Linked DNA regions of Triticum aestivum: region 2 is linked to region 1. A link is a contact called in public Hi-C data. All regions are on one chromosome and are shown on one strand. The core of a region is the stretch at or near the end of the contact, and the rest is flanking DNA. Distances in the headings are between cores, read along the strand shown.

Evidence for each region. Hi-C and Micro-C count contacts between places; a contact is called where the count stands out from the background.
Region 2: a contact with region 1 is called in a Hi-C map of leaf, with 2.3 times the contacts expected there. The contact joins the promoter of LOC123190260 here to the promoter of LOC123190259 in region 1. A contact is called at or near these places in 2 of 5 Hi-C or Micro-C datasets (both in leaf).

The regions. Positions count from the first base shown.
Region 1 is chr2A:688,600,087-688,606,268 of IWGSC CS RefSeq v2.1, reverse strand. LOC123190259 reads right to left here and starts at 3,850. Exons shown (of 9, transcript XM_044602870.1): 1 at 3,578-3,850; 2 at 2,599-2,761; 3 at 1,399-2,436; 4 at 1,211-1,299; 5 at 109-282; 6 at 1-32. The coding sequence starts at 3,625. LOC123190257 (putative DNA ligase 4) reads right to left here. Exons shown (of 27, transcript XM_044602868.1): 24 at 6,109-6,182; 25 at 5,866-6,024; 26 at 5,631-5,786; 27 at 4,433-5,530. The coding sequence ends at 4,582.
Region 2 is chr2A:688,777,848-688,784,029 of IWGSC CS RefSeq v2.1, reverse strand. LOC123190260 (mannosyl-oligosaccharide 1,2-alpha-mannosidase MNS1) reads right to left here and starts at 3,072. Exons shown (of 14, transcript XM_044602871.1): 1 at 2,747-3,072; 2 at 1,143-1,190; 3 at 860-1,030; 4 at 659-771. The coding sequence starts at 2,908.

The DNA.
Region 1 (6,182 bases), core at 2,601-5,100:
GAACAATTTTCTCCACACAATACTTGAGCTTGCTATTTATGAATGAATGAATAGTAAGCCTCATTTTTCAATACATATGAAGATACCAGAGCATTAAGAACATGGTACCTTATCATTTGACTCTTTCGAATTCTCAATGAGCTGGTTAAAGTGCTCTGCCATGGCAAGAAAATTTTGATGTGCCTTGTCAGCATTTTGTTTTGCTAGTCGAGACTTTTCCTCCTGAAGCTCAACCTCTTTCATTTTCATGATTGTTGATTCATACAAACAGCTCAATGATTCCTGCAACGAGCTTTATGTGAACTTTCTACAAAATTCATGATCAAACTATTGTGTTCTGTATATTTAACCAAATTTTCTTATGTATATTACAGAATAGTTTAAATTTTATTACAAAATTCGGTACCATAATTTGGCAAGTGTTGGCATGCAAAATCTTGGCTTACCAATGACTAATCTGGAAAATTCAGGCCTTAAACAAAGCAAAAAATTCAATAAACATTGGCTTGGAAATTTTTGGTGCCAATCAAGCAGGACCCATTTTATTAAGATAATGGAAGCTTTTTAACCCCGGCCTCTGCATCATAGATGCATGCAGCCACACTTATTACAGAGTTTATTACATCAACAAGAAAAATAATCTCGACTAAAGAAGAAGAGACCAAAATATCCTGGCCAATAACAACCAAGAGCTATTATACCCACAGCAAGACTACTCTATAAACTAAGAAGTCTATCAGTGGCACGCCATCCAAATCGGGACATAAAGCAGGACCCATATGTTTCTCAATTTTTTTGAGAATCAGAACATATGTTTCTCAATTTGTTTCAGTGTATTGTCCTAATGCTTTCAAGTGAGAAAAAAGAGAAATTACTGGCTGCATGCATGCCAATGACTGATAAAAGATTAAACTTCACAGTTTACAAAAACATAACTAGGTAACTGATAATTTGTGATTTCATAATTAAGAGTAAGGATTGAATCAAAAGCAATCCCATTGACTTGGCTTTGTACCGTATTTTTAGACTAATAAGCATGTTTTTTTTCGATAAAGGGTAATATATTAAAATCAAACTGATATAAAAAACACCTGGCCTGAGACTAATAAGAAGATACGAAAAAACATACTGAGCTTTTAAAGTGGTTTATTGACAAGTAGGATTAAAAATATTGTTTCTAAGGAGAAAGCCTTAGTCGTACAACAGTTACCTTGCTTTTAGTGATATCAGAAATATTCTTGTTTATTTCAGTGATATGAAATGACTGAGTGGAGTTATCAAGAAATCCCTCACTTTTATCTGCACCAGGCATCATCCATTCTTCATTAGGCTGATCTGCATCAAGCTCAACCATCGGGCATAAGGAGTAGTACTTATCACCATCGAAATTGCACGTACTAGTAAAAGTTCGGCGATTATTGAAATTGAGATGTATTGAAGGTAGCTCCTCATTATGAACTGTCTCGGAACCACCCTTTTCTTGAAAGGGTTGTAATGAATTATCTACGATTTTGGATGAGGCAAATAAGTCAAATAGCTTGTGTTGATTGTCTAGCTTAACAAAAGACTGCTCATTTTTCTCCTCAGTAAAATTCAATGGTACTTTTGTTGTCTCGTCAACTGTGCATAGATCGCCAAATAAATTGTAGAAGTTGCCATCATTTGCTGACTTGTGGAGCTCGGGGGTATTTTCTGCAGTACAGAGTGCACCCAACTCTTCTCCAGCATTATCTTTGTTTTCAAACAGAACTTGTAAGTCATTATTATCCTTTGGGTTGGAGAGCGTATGGACAGTTGGAGCATTTGGCAAATTCTTTGATGTCTGTTTGTCTTCCTTTGAGTGAAAATTCACAAGTAAGGTTTCCAAGTAACAGTTATCTTCTGACTTGTCGAAATCATGTTTACTTACCTCATCAGAAAGTTTCAGAGGCACTTGCCCTCCATGTTTCACTGCACAATCTGAAGGGCTCTCCTTAAATAATGGCAACATATTCCCAGAAGAGGCAAGCAAATCTGATAGCTCATAATTATCATTACAGTGTTTGTGGTTGCCTATTTCAGTCTCTGGAGTCACTTCATCTTTTTCAGCTGCACAATGATCATTACATCCTCCTGAATCAGACTGCTCATACTCCATCATATGTGGCTCCGCTGCAGATGTCGATGACGATCCAAGCAGAGCATAATGCTCCTGAAGAAGGCTGTTCATTACTGTTGTAGGAATTCTTGTTTCATTTATCACCACTTTATCCTCGATCTGGGAACATTTTTCTATTTTGTTCTTACTCTGGAATGGTCCATCATAATCTGAAAACGGATCACATTCACCAACAGTGCCACTGCTCTCAGCTGACGTACCAAATAGGGCACTGGTATCCTCTCGAGCTCCTAGATCCACCAATGATATCCCTCCAGAGTGCAAGTTAGATTTCCTGGCTAACATTTGGAAACAAACAAGCATGAGACTGAAGGCCCCATTGAATAAACAACTAGCAGATGCACATATTTGATTGCTACAAGTATTTCCATGTAATGGATGAAAACAAACAACAGGAATGAAAAAAAACGGTGCAAAACACAGTGCACAAAGTTACTTACAATCAGTATGGTCGTGTTCTGCATAATCAACATCTTGGAGTGTAAAAACTGTTTCAGTAGGTTCGCTTACTGCTGGAATGACATCGGAAAGAACAAATCCAACAGCTGCATCAACATCAGAGGAATACTGACTGGCTACAGCCTTCAATATTCGAAGATCAACCTGTAACACAAATACAAAGGGGAAAAAATAACCTTAAATATGCCATGTTTTCTTTATCTTGATGTACAGTTGCACATATATTAGAATTGGTCGCGTAAATACAGTAGGAGGTGGTTCATGTTAATGAATCCAGTCTCCAGGATGAAGTAAACCATGTTTGGCATTGGTTGACAGGGAAATCCATAATCCAGCAAGGCCGCACAATGAATGTCAGAATTTTATATTTATTTTTTGGAAAGGTTGAATAATGTCAGCATAAATGACTTGATACTTGTGCATTTTATTTGGCTGTTGGCTCCTTGCATCTTCTGTCACTATTTTTTACTGTATTTCCCTATAATTACTTGGCTGGACTTATATTATGCACGTGCAGACCTACTACTGATGTCCCTTCCATATATGATTGTACATACTGAGCAGAGCATTCTCTCTCAATAGTATTATAAATTATCCTTTATTGGCCTAAAGCAGAAATTTACCTCCCTCCAAGAAACACTGAAATGCTCCCGGGAGTCTATCAACAGATCTTTTGAATTGTCCTATTAATAGATTTCATCAAACAGTTCGTCGGCAACCCATACGGTGGTGCCTTGTAGGAGCTAGAGCACGCCCAGGAAAATCCAAAATGCAGAGGACCGAAAATAAGATTCTCCAAATAGAATCTTCGCGTGTAAGCTAGATGAATTACTCCATTTTTTATTTTATTTTTGCTAAATAGGACTATTACATATTTACATAGAAGAAATTGACCTTGAGGTATTCCAAACAAAAACATGAACAAATCTTGTGGAGCCAGCCAGCCGGACCAATCCATACCTGCGGGAAGACCTCTCGCAGGGCGCAGAAGACCTGCTTGAATGCCATCGCCGACGCCTCCAGAAGTGGAAAGGGGCTGGATTTTTGGTCAAGGAGAAGGGGGCTGACATGAAGGTTGGGGGAGTGGAGAAAACCAGTGAGACAGAGAGAGGGGTGACGGATGGAAAGAAAGAAGTCGAGGGAGACGACAGGTGAGGAGGAAAAGCTCGGATGGGGACGCGCCAGTTACTCGCGAATATTCATGGCGTATAGAATGGCAACTGGGGCCGCATTAGCCGTGGGGGCCATACGGTCAGTGAGTGCCACGGGGGGCTGCGCTTGGCTCCAACCTTCCTGGGAGGCTGGGGCGCGAGGAGACCGGCTTGTCAGTGACACGGATAGTGTGGCTCGTTGTCTCACGGTGGGTCGACTAGGACGGCAACCAGAGGACCTTTTTTTTAGAAAAAATACTAGACCTGTCCGGTGTTGCCGACACGGAGGCCGTTGGCACGTCAAGTTTCAATGTGGTCCACCCGTCACACATCGTGTGCATTTCTTTCACAGTGCTGCCGACCACCCGTCACGCCCACCGTGAGCCCGTGGTGTCGCGTCGTGCGTCTTCCGCTACACGAGGCCTCATCTGAGACCTGGACAGGCGGGCCGTCCTGGTGCGTAAGCGGTTCTGTAGTTGGCCGCCGGCTGAAGCGCACGACGGCATCGGCAATGGACGCGTCGACGCCTGACGGAAAACCAACCAATCCATAGGGCCGAACCAGGCTACCGACGCGGCTACGGTACACACTGCAGGCCACCGAGTGCTGGAAGCCATCACAGTTTGGTCCAGCATCAATTTTTTCAGGCACAACTCACAGTCTCTGCTATGCTCTCACTCCACGAGATAACTAGGGCCATGGTACGGACAAGGTTGATGGTTACAAGCATCTGTCATATTTACAGGACCGTGGAAACGGTGAAAAAGACGTACGGCGTACGTGCTACCCCGAGCCCACAGAGCCGAAGCACTCTCACCAATCTTTCAGAAACTCGTCGGCCAGATCTTTGTAGCTCACCTTTTTCTTCTTGGGAGCCGCGGGATTTGGATCTGGGGCTGGAACCCCCGCACTGTATGACGAACTTCCTGCCGGCGGTGCCGGAGCCACGGGATTGGATGCAGAACCACCTGTCTCAGGCACCGGAGCCCTGTTATCCGACATGGAACTTCTCACACGCGGCGGATCATGCTCGACTTTGGCTGGGGGATCGCTGCTCGCTTCTTCCCTAAGCGACGGTATCATGTCGAGGAGCATCGCGTGCAGAGGATCAACCATCTGTTCTATCTTCTCACCTGCCATGCTCTCTCCTTCACCAGCGTCTGTTCTTTGGGAAGTTCCTTTGCTTTCGAACTTTGGACTGCCTGTCTTCTCCTCTGCGGCACTCAGTTTGACGACTGTGGGCTCTCGATCGTCCAATGTGATGAACTGGGCCCCTGCAGGCGGTCCTTGGTTTTCATCCAGGCTATCTTCTTCCATCTTTACGACAGCATCTGTGCCAACCTTTTGATCTTCTTCACCTGTTTCACCAGGGCCGCTTTCGTCAGATTCACGATAGTCTATTTTCGCTTGCCGGGTTCCTCTTCTAGCACTTGTTCTTCGAACTGGTCTAGGAGCAGCTCGAGGTGGTCGTTGGTGCTTGTCACTGCTATCTTCTTCCATCCTGGAGATGGGATCTGTGTTCGACTTTTCATCATCTTGACCTGTTTCACCAGGACCGTCTTCTTCAGGTTCACCATCATCTATTTTTGCCTGCTTATTTCCTCTTCTAGCCCTTGTTGTTCGGACTGGCCTAGGAGCAGCCCGTACAGTTCTCGAACTACTGCTTGTCGCCCTGCCCCTTTTCCTTGCATGTTTAACATGAGATATTTCAACCTCCTCATTTTCAGCAGTCTTGTCATTAGAGGGCTGGGCCTTTTCCTCACTGAAATAAAACATCAACAATCAAAAGGTAAATAGTTGTTTTCAGAGATGATGAAATGGTGGATACGTTGAACCTTCAAATGTGAACATTCAACATATACCTCCTTTCGATTTGTATTTCTTCTAATGTATCCGGTTTAAGGTTGTAGGCGGTTTCAGGCAATTTCATTTGTTTCTCCACTGAATCTTCTAACCACTTGTTACTGACAACATGCAATCTTTTGTCGTGTAGGTAACGCCTCTCAGCTGGAGAGAAGCTGCATAAACAATAGACTCATTACTGTTCCTATTCCCTGTCACTCACATAATATACAAAAAAAAGCATTAAATCATCACCTCTTGTACAATATGTCAAAATTGTACACCTCAAGAACTGAAACTATAACCAAATGGGTAGCAGGAGCAAGGCTGCTGCAATACTGACCACCATGCATTGTAAGGTCCTGCTTCACCCTCTTTAGTGCAAGATCAGATATTACATTGTAGTCCTCGTTCCTTCAGGAAGAAAACAAAAAAAGGAGAAACAAATAAGTATTGACATTACATGGAAGATGATATTTGGCAGTAAATGAGACTTACACTAAAGGTGCATGATACAAGTAAACGCAGCAACCCTGGAAGAAGCAGAATCTTTCATCTGCATAATACTTCTT
Region 2 (6,182 bases), core at 1,823-4,322, 180 kb before region 1:
AGATGAAAGCCATGAAACCAATAGACTGCCCAACAAAAAGATAGTCAAGAAGACCCTTCGGATTATCCTGTAACATAGAGGGAATATATGGACAAAATACATAAATGCCCAATAAGCCTTGTAATAGCCATGCACCTAGACAAGCCCCCTTGACCACCCCTGAGGGCCATGAGAACTATGGAATTGCTAGAATCATATCCTATTAATTGGATTAGTCCAATGCATGTTTTTACATTAGGAAGTTCAAGGTAACATAGCCTAATTAGTTAAATGCATATCTTTATCTCCAGTGGACCAGATAGAAACTGTCTTAAAAGATTGGTAGCTTTAGATATCCTTGTTGGGTGGCCAGCTATACAAGCAGTGTTGTTATCTCTTGGCACCTCCTTATGGTGTGCCTTCCATCAACAGGCCGACAAGCCACTCGATACCAAGGTCATCCAATTCGAGTATATAATGAGCTTCATTTTCAAATTAGGGAATTCATATCTATACATCATGTAATAATAAAAGGAGATGACGGCACAGCTTCGTGTACAGAACTGAACTTTCATAAAAGCAAACTAAAATCAAATGCTAATTTTGGTAATAGATGAAACGAAAGAACCAGCTGCAGCATTTTGAAATCTCTGCATGGTTCAATACAAGTGGAACTCACTCTCTGGCCTTCTGAAACTCATCTCTTAGGCCCATTATATACAGTGTATCTAGCGAGTCCACAAGAGTTGCCCCGAGACCACCAAAGCTATTAACACCATTCTTTGATTGCGGCTGAAAAGGTGAAGAACGAAAACATTGTGGAGTTTTTCAAGACAAATTGAAAATGAAAACAAATTATAGAGCAGAATTACTAAAATACCTGAAGCTCATCCATTCCCCATGCATACTTTACATAGGAATTCCAGGCATGGAGCATAGCATCCTTAACCTTTTCCCTCCTTTCATTATTAATAGGATCAATCTCTACAAGATCTTTTCTGGGAATTTCAGTTGCTGGATTTTCCTCCAGTTGAACACCAGCCTTCCTTAACTACATAGACAGAAAATGCGCTAAATTTTCAAAGGAAAAAGAATAATGTTGATTAAAAGGAAGAAAGAAAGTAAACCAGCATGGAAGTTACAAATATTGCAATAGTACATACCTGACCATGCAACTGATTTATTTCATTTTGTAATTGGGAAATCTCAGACTGCAACACAGGAAAACAGAAATTAGATTAATACAGTAAATAAGGTTGAAAAACAAGCAATGAATAATGAAATATAAAATGACAGTCGATGCCTTTCTTCAAAAAAAAAAAAAAGAAGCTGAACTGCATGTCTACGGAGTACAGATGGTACCAATTAAATGAAGCGGCAAGAACACATTTATCAAGTGCATCCCAAAACCTCATCCTTATTCATTCACATTTAGCAGCCATAGTTATCATGCCAACAAGCACAATTCAACTTGGCCACATGCTGCTTTTGGATAGCGCTAATTATAGTGATGCTCAGGTTCTTAAGCTTTACATTTGACAAGGAACTCAAGTGATATAGGAATGTAAGAGGTATATGCATATTTAAGAAAGATTTATATTAGTCGAATTAAATCAAATAATATGTCACAACAGCCATACACACGCAACGCCCAACTATACCTACTGATCACAGTAACAGTGGCAATGAACTACAATAATCTAATGCCACACTATACCTTGCCATCCGTGATGACGTCAAATACATGAGCCGTTACGAAAATTTCTTGACTGAATACTATACCTTCATTCACTCTCACACAAGAAGGGCACTACAATAGAGAAAAGACCAAATAAATAGCATTTCTAACTAGCAGATGGGATATCAACCTTACATCCAATTCAGATTTCACTCATCCGATTACTGAGAACTGGATCAACTTAACTAGCATATCTAACAAACGGTAGTATAAATAGTACAGCTCACGTGTCGCATACTCGCATCCACCAAATTATTTAATTACTCATAACAAGTCCCAATGAACATTTGTATCTTGCCAAGCTTAAACCAATATGAGTCTCTATATGACTATACTAACATAATAGGGCAATCAGAGTTACAGTCACTCCTCAGAATACAACAGCTATTCAATGAACAGTTTCACTACAAACCACAATCATAAAGTTGCATGTGCCATGTATAATAATGTTCCAACTAGTATTATGTTCTCCAAATCTACACCATGTAGTAATTGAGAAACATGGCAAGGTCTGGATTATTTCCCCGGATTAACTAAAACAGTTAAGGTCTCCCCGCCTGAGAAAATTCTAAGCTGCTAAAGTACCTCACTGTACCCATATTCATCCCACTAATTCTAGGATTGTAAAGACATACAATTCTTCGCCAAATTTACAGTCAAAGCTGGAAAGAAATCTAAACTAATACCAATAATCGTTACACACGTATAGTTGAGCTATAGCCTAGTGGCCCCTCATAAGATCCACTCGCTCAAAAGATCAAATCTCAGACAAAAGCGTCAAGATTCAACCGGACTGCCAGATCCTCGGCACAATCTCTCCCAAATGAACCCCAGATAGGCAGACAAGCCTAAACCCATTTATCCCGACGGCTCAAACCACAAGTCATCGCTAAACCCAGATCCAGCGCCCAACCAGCGCCGCGACGAATTCGAAGCTACTTGGCCGCAAGAACCAAATTCAATCAGATCCCCGCGGTTCCGACCCGGATCAGGGGAGAATTCTCCAGGGGCGAGACGGGGGGAGCGCACCTCGTACTCGCTGACGAGCGATTGGCGGTCCCAGAAGGCGAAGGTGGCGGCGACGAAGACGAAGAAGAGGAGCGCGAGGCGCTTGGGCCGCTTGAGGTAGTAGGCGGGGTTGAGGTACCGCCACGCCCCGGACGAGGAGGAGGACGACGACCGGCGAGCCATGGCGGAGGCCGCCTAGGGCGCTCCGGCGAGGAGGTCGTGGGGACCGAAGCTCGTCGCCGTCTCCCTCCGGTGACGTCGCCGGGGCCGCGCGCGTGTGCGTGCGGGTCGGTCGTGCTGTCCCCGCGTGGATGTGTGTGTTTCAGTGTTTACTCTGTCCGTCAGTGTTTGACAGTTTGAGGGTCTCGGCGGTCATCGCTCAATGTGGGCCCTACTCTACTTCCGGTAAATAACCACTTCAATCGAGAAAAATCGAGAAACAAAAAAGACAAAGCCCCCGAGCGCTCACAGCGATTTCGCACATCCGGCCGTTCATCTCGATTTTTGATGCGTTTTGGACCGTTCGATCTAACCTCCAGACAATCTGGACCGCCGGATCAAAACTGGATGCTTTAGCAATGAATAGTTCCTCTCGTTCGTGCCACTGCCTGTAAATTCAGTGCCCCGCCAAAGGTATTTCCGTCATTTCACATGGTTGGAAAAATATCCAATAACGACATGGGTGTGACCTAGCACTCCCGCACTCGCGCTCGCACTCTTCCTGTCGCGCCGCCGCCTCCGCTTGCCCTCACGCCCTTGTCTCGCCGCCTCCGCTCGCCCTTGCGTCGGCGCGTCTTCTCCTTGCGTGTGCGTGCTCGTCCCCTTTGCTCCTGCTTCCCCACCATTGCCCCGGCGCCTTCACCGGCTGTCGCGGATCCAGTACGAGGCAGGGAAGGACGTCGTCGCCCTGTCGCTTATGGCGGCACCCGGGTCGGGCTTGGGTTGTGCAGAAGGTCAGCACCTGCGGGCAAAAGCAGTGGGGTCTCCATGGAGGAAGGCTCGTTGTCCTGAGAAGTAGGAGTAAGGAGGTCGTGCTGCGGCGAATGGGGGCGAGGTCGGCCATGGAGGGAGGCTCGCCGACCGGAGCACCAGGAGCAACGAGGTTGAGGTGGTTCAGGTTTGCCTCTATCTTCTCCCCCTCTCCCTCTGTCCCCTCTCTTATTACCCCCTTTGTCTCGTCGATGAGGGCATCGGTGCACTGGGAGGAGTGGATCACTTCGCCCTCGGCTTTGTTGTCCCAAATGCTCATTCGCTACTCCCACTCCCAACGCCTCTCCCTTCCCTTGCTGTGGTTTTTTGTCTCATTGGTTTCTTTGATGGCTTTGATGCAGAGCTCAGATTCGAGGACGAGGCCATACTCATGCAGTCGATTAAGGTGACGTTTTCCATGGATTCTATATGTTTACTAGGATCTTTGAGTGACGGTGCTTAAAGGAGGTTTTAGAAACAAAATCACGTTTGGACTAAATACCTGGGCACATATTCCCGAGTCTATTTAGTTGTCTCAGTAAGTCATTTGGTAAATTGTTCCTTTGTATTCATTATAGTTTGTCTGCAAGTGATGATGAGTAGAAGGCTCTGAACTTTGTTGGAAGTCAGCATACATCTATATATTTACATGAAAAAATGTGATATTTTGTTTGGGCATTGTCCTGATTTAGTCATCAGAAGTAGTGGGCAGCAAGAACTGAACATGCTGGTGCATGGTGGAGTCGTGCTAATGCATGGCGGAGTCGTGCTAATTCAGTAGTGGGCAGCAAGAACTGAATATATAGTGTTAGCATGCATCATATTACTTAACAACTGCTTCTAGGGGCACATAGTTCCAAAGAAATAAACGCAGATTACTGAGGAAACTTGTCCGTAGTAAGACTAAAAGTGCTGAATCGCAAACTCACCCGCAACCACTTTTGAATTCTTGCGATAATGTCTATTTTTGCTTTTCTATTTGTTTTTTAGGTTCAGATTACGAATTCTTGCATGATGTACAAGTTCCAACCAAATAGTGCACCCTCAAAATTGTGTTTTGTTATGCACGATGCGAGATTTAGCAGCACCACACCTAGATTTTGAATGGCTCATAGCAAACTGTATATGGCTAACCTATTATATGGCATTCTTAATTTTGATCTATGTGCATTACTTCTAGATAAACTTCTATTGTGGCACCATCACATGGATCCAACCACACTAAAATATGATGATGGTCTTGCACAAAAAGAAGAACGGTGGTGTCGCATAAGCATGGCTCGACCTAGCCTTGATCATGGAACCCTCTCAGGTGTTCCTACTTCCTACTATCCATGCTCCCTGAAAACCCAACTTATTTCACCACCAGCTCCAAAGCAAAGATAGAATCTAGGCATCGCCGTATATAATTTTATTGCATATTGCTCAACTCCTCCTTTCTGAATTTGCTGACAGGCGTGTGTGACTACACTTGCTATGCATATGTACTATAGACAAGTCGGTTATCCTACTGTAGTATTACCTTCCTCCGGGTTTTTAAGGCCCGCCGACCGATTCTCTAGGACCAAGGTGCCCTCTTTTTCTCCCCCAAAGCATGCAACCCTTCTCTGCCTTGCCCGCATGCATCTAATGAATATTGTGCATGCACCAACCTGTTTCTCTCTCTTGCATGCATGCATATGCATGCCCAATCAGCTCACCGGAGACGCCACATATTACGAGAAAAACACAGCAGCTTTAAGGCACAGGCTTAGCAAATGCGGACGGGGCAAGATGGCTGACCGGACTTCTAAAGCCGGACGGAGGTAGTATGCAGGTTTATGTTTTCCTTCCACATGCTCATTGAAATGTTCAATGCTCATCGAAATGTTCAATGATATGCCACTTGGAATTCGGCCCTCTTTAACCTATAAGCATCAACAAGGTTACATAGCCTTCAATATTTCACAAGATATTCTCATGCTTGCTCTAGGTTTTTTTTATTTGCAGTAGATCATTGGTCATGACTATATTGTATCAAAGGTAAGAATTCCTCGTCTAGATGTTTGCAAGTAAAAAATACATTTCCTCCCGATGAATTATCAGACGGACTATAATATCTTCTGAAGACTAATTTTGAACATTACATATACATAATTTCTTTTATGGAAAATATTCACATACAAGAAATGCTATTAAATTTTGGATATCCTTATGTTCCTAAGATTAGCTATTTGGGATCAAAGCGCCTTTCCACATTGTTTATCTGATTTTTGTGATTTCTGATGTTCAGGTCGAGGCGAACTTGAAATGTGGCAACCTTTGTATGGCCAATGGTTTTGTAGACTTTGGCGTCCGTCGCCGGGTTTGTTCCGCCTCAACCAGGATCTTCTCGGCCCTGCTCTGATGTTGTGAAAACTCATGCATGCCAACAGCTGCCTCCATGCTCTAGTTGCCGCAATATGCAGGTAGCCTCTCCGTTATTTTTTCTTGACCTTTGTGCTTGCTC